Linked DNA regions of Mus musculus: region 2 is linked to region 1. A link is a contact called in public Hi-C data. All regions are on one chromosome and are shown on one strand. The core of a region is the stretch at or near the end of the contact, and the rest is flanking DNA. Distances in the headings are between cores, read along the strand shown.

Region 1 (3,300 bases), core at 431-2,930:
CCTGGGTTGCCCTTCCAAGCTGGCAGAAAAGGAACCCCTGGTCTTAATTTCTAAATAATCCTGGAAAACAAGGAAAAAAAGTTTCGTCCCCTCTTCTGGCTCCTTCATATGATTTTCTTGGACCTCTTTCCTTGTGTTAAAACTTGGAACTATGAACAGTTGCTCAGGGGAACCCTCCCCCACTGCCTCCTTCCCCTTCACTTCCTCTGCTTCGCCACCCCCATTTTTTTTTTTTCAGGTTTGAAACTTTTGCTTGCCGGTGTCAAGCAGCCAATACAGAGCCTTAATGGCTATTTAAACGGGGAAATATGCATGAACCAAAATCAACGAGGAACGTACACGCTGTATAGAGCCATTTTTCCACCGGGGTCTCAGATGCTCTGCAACGTACACCCTCTCAGACCCTGGCTGAAGGCTGGGGATGCTGGCTACACAAGTCAGCCAGGTTCCTCGGACATCCCAGCCAAGACAACAAAGTCGTCTCCAATCTCAAAGCAAGAAGACAATCACATTAAGAGAATCGGGTGCGTTTGGCTTTGTGCACAGAGCGTGGCCAGCGCCCGGCGGCAGACGGCGCCTCACAGGATCACGCAGGCCGAGCAGCAGCCCTCGTCGCCGTTGGGCTGTGCCGCGTAGTTCATCTGCCTCACGATCTCTGCGAATAGCTCATCCACTGAGGCTTTGTTTTTGGCCGATGTCTCCATGAAGGGGCAGCTCCACTCCTCGGCCAGGGCCTTACCCTCGCCATAGGAGACCTCACGTTCACCCTCCAAGTCCACCTTGTTGCCTACCAGGATCATGGGTACGCGCTCGTACCGCTTCACGCGGATGATCTGGTCCCGCATGGGCTTGATGTCCTGGAAGCTCTGCTGGTTGACCAGGCTGTAGACGAGAATGAAGCCCTGGCCATTCTTGATGTACAGGTCCCGCATTGAGGCGAACTGCTCCGTGCCCGCGGTGTCCAAGATCTCCAGCACCGACGGCGACGAGTCCACCTCGATCTCCTTGCGGTAAAAGTCCTCGATGGTCGGGTCGTACTTCTCGATGAAGGAACCTGTTACGAACTGCACGGTGAGCGCGGACTTGCCCACGCCGCCCGAGCCCAGTACCACCACTTTGTACTCTCTCATGGCTCCGTCGGCGCCCTCGTCGCGCCTGCCGCGGCCCCGTCGGGGCTGCGCGCCGGGGAAGGCTGGGCTGGGCGGACGGGTGGACTTCTCCCCTTCCTCAACTTCGCAGGAAAAACCCCGGCGAGACTAGCCCGGTAGCACGGGCTCGCCAACAGACTAGCAGAGCCCCGCGCCAGGCCGACCGGCAGCGGGGGCGCGTCCCTAGGGCGCGGGTCCCGGGCCCCGCAGCAGCCCTGTCGGAGGACCCTGAGGACAATGCGCGCAGCCGGAGCAAGACAACGGCTGGAGCTCTTCGCCCCGGCAGCCTGGGAGGGCCGGGAGGAGGTGGCGGCTGGTTGCAGAGGCGGCTGCTAATTGGGCGTCCGGCTGAGACACGCGTGGCATGAGTCCCCGCGGAACGTGCGTCCAGCTCCGCGACCCATCACTCTCTCTCCTCTGTCTCCCGCAGCCTCCGCTGGGCGAGGGCTTCCTACTCGCCGCGCGCAGCCCAGCCCTCCCCGCCCAGCCGAGCATGCCCAGTACGTCGCCCGCGGTGCCCCGCCCGAACTCCGCTCCAGCTTTTCCGCCGCATCGGGAGGGGGCGTGACAGAGGGTGTGGCAAACAGGGGCTGGGCGGGGCAGGGCGGGGCGGCGCGAATCTTGGAACTGGGCAGTCTTGCTTGTGTGTGCTTGTAAGTGGAAAGCTCGCCAAACCGAAGTCACCTCGGTCGGGGCTGTGCGGCTGCCGGCCTCCTATGGGGACAGCAGGCAGCAGCTGGCTGCGACCTCTTCGTCGGCTTGCGCTGTTAAAGGATAGACACTTGTCCCCGAACTCAGGCTGCTGCGCGCCTCTCAGGATCGTACACTTGCAGGGCATTTTTCAGGCCCCGGAAGGTAGCAGAGGTTCGTGCTCCCACTTGGCCCGGTGTTCCTCAGTTTCCCACGAAGAACTCGACCTGAGTCCCTGTCCGGACAAGGAGTTAGGGCTGGGAATCTGTGGAGAGCTGCAGCCTTCAGGGCAAGAGTTGCGGGGTCATCCTACGTCTCCCCCCTCCCCAACACCCCTTTGGTTAGAGCCAAAATATGGCTTGTGGATCGAGCCCCGTGGCTCCCGCACCGAGTCAGGGCATGCTCAGTCGGAGGAGCAGGTTTGGGGCTTGCAAGTAGGAAGGTTTCGCACCGCACACCCACACGCCAGCTCAAATTACCTCTCCCAGACTCCCAACTCATTGGCCCCAGGATGTGAGTCTCACACCCCCAAATGTTTTTCCATTGGCTGTTGCTGAGGTTTTGTCGCTTTAGACAGCTTCATTGGCTGCAAAGTCGCCTCCGCTCAGGATTGGTTATTTATAGAGATTGAGTGGAGAGGCGGAGGCCCAGCTGTTCCTTCTCCACTGCTCCCCGCCCCCTTCCACCCACTGCCCGGGCCTGTGCATCTGAAGCTGAGAGGGGAAAAGAAGGAATTTAGGTGGAGTGCTCCAAACTAAATATAGTCCTTTGTTGGTGTTCAGGAGGGAGTCTGACTTCTTTAAGCCCAGTCACGACCGTCCCTTAAAGAGAGCAACTAGAGCTCATTGCTGCTCCCCGTCTTTAAGAAACCCTGAAGTTCCTAACTTGATCTTAGCAGGAAGAAGGCTGGGATGAGCAATGAGCCACCGCAAGTTCGTGGCATCAGGGGAGGTGGGGCTGCCCGGGCTTGCCTCTTCCCAAAGCTCTGTTTGGTGGGGAGGGCAGTCTCAAGACTTGGCTCCGCTCAGTTGCACGGCGATGTGAGGTGACGCCTGGACTTGTCCCGAGTCTCTCTAGATCCTTGCTAGGAGAGATGTCGAGACCTGTCTGTGTACTGCACTGGCAGCGGGAGCCCGGGGGCACAGAGGGGTGGGGATCGGCTTTGTGTCGAGTCAACCAGGGTTAAGTAGCCAGGCTTGCTATCCCCCTGCCACTAGCCTCTGCTTTAAACGTCCTCACGGAAGGAAGAACCGAGCAGTGTTGCTTTTGGTTCCAAGTCACAGCGGTACTTAGGGCTCCATTTGGGAGTGAACCTGCTCCAGATTCTTGGCTGCGGCCCCGAGTGTCCACAGCCGCAAGTACCTGCCAGCAGAGCCAGGCAGAACCTCAGTATAATCCTGTGCCTTACTAAGGTGAAGTGCTTTCTCTCTGCCTTGGCTCTGCCTTTTAGTGGAGGAAGGGT
Region 2 (3,337 bases), core at 19-2,518, 860 kb after region 1:
TTGCTATGGTCTGTGCCTGTGCTGGTGGACACAGAAACCTAAAACAGTGGCAATAACCTTCCAGGCTGCTTCTAACTTTGTTTTTAATCCTGGGGATGCATACCGCACATAAACCCATCTTAGCAGCGTAATAGGCTTGTCTCAACACCCATGTAGCTGTAAAATGCTGTGGGCTAGCCAGGAAGGCTTCAGCTCCATTTATACATACATGCATGTGTGTGTGTGTATGTGTGTGTGTGTGTGTGTGTGTGTGTGTGTGTAATTTCTTTAAATCTCACGTTACATCCTCTAAAATCAAAGTATTCTCATATGGCACATTACTAACAACATCAGACTCGGTCTTTTTTTTGGGGGGGCGGGGGGAGGAGTGAGGAAAGGTTTCATATTTCTCTTGTTTTTATTTAAAAAACCAGTCCATATACTGACTACTTATCATGAAAGCTGTTCTACCAGCCTACTGTGGCTCCACCCGGAAAGCTCTATACTTACTTTTCTTACAGTTTTTGAGTGACGCACTACAAAACCACCAGAAAGGGAGGAAAAGCGGCAGCCCTCTCAAGCAGGGCGTCTTCCTCCCTGTAAACTTGGCAAAAAGCACACTGGACTGAAATACAGCACTCTCCATATAAGGCAGCCCAACTAAACATGTCATGCGTAATTTATGGGTGGCAAGCAGAGCATTAACCTCTGCGTGCACATACTTGGCCCACATGAAGCCGGTGCTGGGTGGCAGCCCCGGCAGAGGGATGCGGGCGCGGCCGGGACCCGCGCGACCAGTGGCCGCCCCCCGTCGACCCTGGCAGAGGTCACCGAGTTCACAGCACTCGGCCACGCACCTGCCCCGGCTCACCGGCCACTAGTCCTGTCCCGCGGCGCCCCACGGGGGCCCGCAGGGAGGCGCGGGACAGGGCCGGTAGCCGCAGCGCGCGATCGCGGTGCGGCCCGGGGACCCCCGAGCGCCACCCGAGGCCGCCGCAGCGCCGCCCGCAGCGCAGAACAATGCGCGGCCGCCCCGCCACTCACCTCTCACGTGGCCGTGCAGGCTGCCCGCCGGGGCCCCGACTGCCCGGGGCATTGTGGGATCGCGACTCCGGGATGCCCGCCACGGGAAAGGGAACTGGCCGGGTCCGGGTCACGGGAGCATGGCGAGCGCCCCGACTCGACGGGCTGCGGCGAGAGACTGTGGCATGTCGCCGTGCAGCCTCTTATCGCCGCGCGCCGGTTTCCGCCGCTGCGCGGCCCCTCCCCCGCGCCAGCCCCGCCAGGAAGGCGCGCGGACGCGCAGAGCTCCCACGCGCAGCCCCGGCCCCCGCCCGCCCGCCCGCTCGCTCGCCCGGGCCCGCGCCGCTCACCGCCGCTCCAGCTCCCGGGGCTCCGCGCCCAGCCCGCGAGGCCCGCAAGGTTAGACGGAAGGTTAGAGTTAGCTGCCCGGCCTGCAGCAGCAGAAGCAGCGCATCGCCTGGAACCTGGAAGGCGAAGGGCGGGAAAGAAGCTTGCACGGGTGTTGGTGGGTATCTTTCTCAGCACTCACAGTTTTGGAGTTCTGCGAGAAAACTGATCGTCACCCAAACACAAACCCAGGCCACCTTCCTGTCCTATCGGCAAATAAAACTTGCAGTTTAAAGGCTCCCTTACTTCCAACTCTGCAGTGTGGTGTACAGAAAGCAAGCAGGGCTCCCTCTTTTAAAATAAAATAACATCTTAGGCGCTGCAGAGGTACTCCCACGCAAACAAGCCCTGGGCAACTGCCCGCCTGAGCAAATGAAACACCAGCTCCTAGTTCATTAGCTGCTGTCCTGTAACTTGGCTTTGAAAGAAAAGAATTCTGGGCTTCTGAGAAGAGATAAAGTTTGAAGATCTGCGGACGGGATTTCCAGTGAATTTCAAGGAATTCTGATAACTTCGTCAGGGATGATTTTTAACTATAAAAACGTTTGTTTCATGGTTTGAACATGAGTTGAGGTGAGTGAATGCAAACTGGATTTCTCCCTCCCTGTTTCTGTTGAGTGGGTCAGGCACACTCTCCTAGGCGGAGTAAATAAATAAATAAATAAATAAAGTACTCCACTAGTTTGCAGAGGTACTAGTAACAGATCTTGATCCTCTGCTGGTCCATGAAACACGGACTTGCTGCTTACTGATCCCTTCCTGAAATAATTAATTAATTAACTAGTACCACTTCTCAGTGTTAATTATTAAAAGTTCCCAAGTCCCCAACAATGGAAACAAAGTAGAATGACAGTAGCATTTTCTCAGAGAACAGAGACAGGGAGTTTCTAACTGACAATTAGTAACCACCAGCGCCTGAGGACTTTCTCAGCATTCATTCCAGCAACTGGATGGAATGTGAGCTATGGCAGAAGTAGTTAAGTATAGGTAGGATGGAGGTAAGTGCAGGAGGATGGAGTACACGGATTGTACTTTTTGGAGCAGCATGGTAGAAAAGAGCACCAGCCAGCTGGTGCTAAGATGGTAGGCAAATATCCAAAATGCCCTTGAGAAAAGGAGGGAAGGCTCCCTGGAGGAACTTATGCAAGCAGCGCCTTGAAGGATGTGCAGAAGTTGCTAAGATAAAAAGAGAGTTGCCTGGATAGGCTAGCTGGCTAGGGAGATGACTCCTGCGTAAAGAAGCTGGAGCTCAGGTCTGAGAACCTGAGTTCAAATTCCGAACATCTAGGCAAGTGTCTGTAACCACAGTGCTGGGATCAGGTAGAGAATGGGAGATATTCACAGCCCATTAGCCAGTTAACTCTGAATTCCAGACTCAATGAGAGACACTCAAAAAAGTAAGTAATAAGATGGAAGGTAAATTTCAGAAGACACCTAATGTGGACCCCTGGCTTCCACGTGCACACAATCATAGGCACAGGGAGTGTGGCACAAGTGGGCCCTGGGACGGTGGAGCAAAGTGCAGAGCACGTGCAAGAAGCCTATCTGTTTCAATGCCCTGTAGAATCAATACAGTCATCTGTTTCCTTTCTTTAAAAGGAGATTAACTTGTCGGCAGAGAAGGAAGCCAGGAACTTCAACGTTATTCAGCAAACTATGAACTAGTTCGCAGGACCAGGGCGATAGGGTGGAGTCTGGACTTGCACTCTAGAAAGATCTTTGGCAAATGCTTAGAGGGTTACTGAGAATGTATTCAGGGATGTTGGCAAAGGAAGGGTAAATGGGTGTAGACCCACTGGAAAACTGACTCATGCAGGGATGGAGGAAGGGATGGGCCTTGGGAAACTCCCAAGGCTAGCTTAGCCTACAGGATTGTTTCTAGCCTTTCCTTGTTTTCAGTTGCTTTCCATTTTCTATCAAAGAGCTCTGGCTTCCTGAAAGCATAGGC

Evidence for each region. Hi-C and Micro-C count contacts between places; a contact is called where the count stands out from the background.
Region 2: a contact with region 1 is called in a Hi-C map of muscle stem cells, with 3 times the contacts expected there. The contact joins the promoter of Mbnl1 here to the promoter of Rap2b in region 1. A contact is called at or near these places in 7 of 484 Hi-C or Micro-C datasets (cerebellum, cerebral cortex, embryonic stem cells and 3 more) and 4 of 115 datasets of contacts at active chromatin or transcription factors (astrocytes, memory CD8 T cells, microglia and 1 more).

The regions. Positions count from the first base shown.
Region 1 is chr3:61,362,887-61,366,186 of GRCm38.p6, reverse strand. Rap2b (RAP2B, member of RAS oncogene family) reads right to left here and starts at 1,680. Exons shown (of 1, transcript NM_028712.4): 1 at 1-1,680. The coding sequence starts at 1,130. The coding sequence ends at 579.
Region 2 is chr3:60,499,110-60,502,446 of GRCm38.p6, reverse strand. It overlaps Mbnl1 (muscleblind like splicing factor 1), which reads right to left and starts at 1,268. Exons shown (of 10, transcript NM_020007.4): 1 at 1,024-1,268.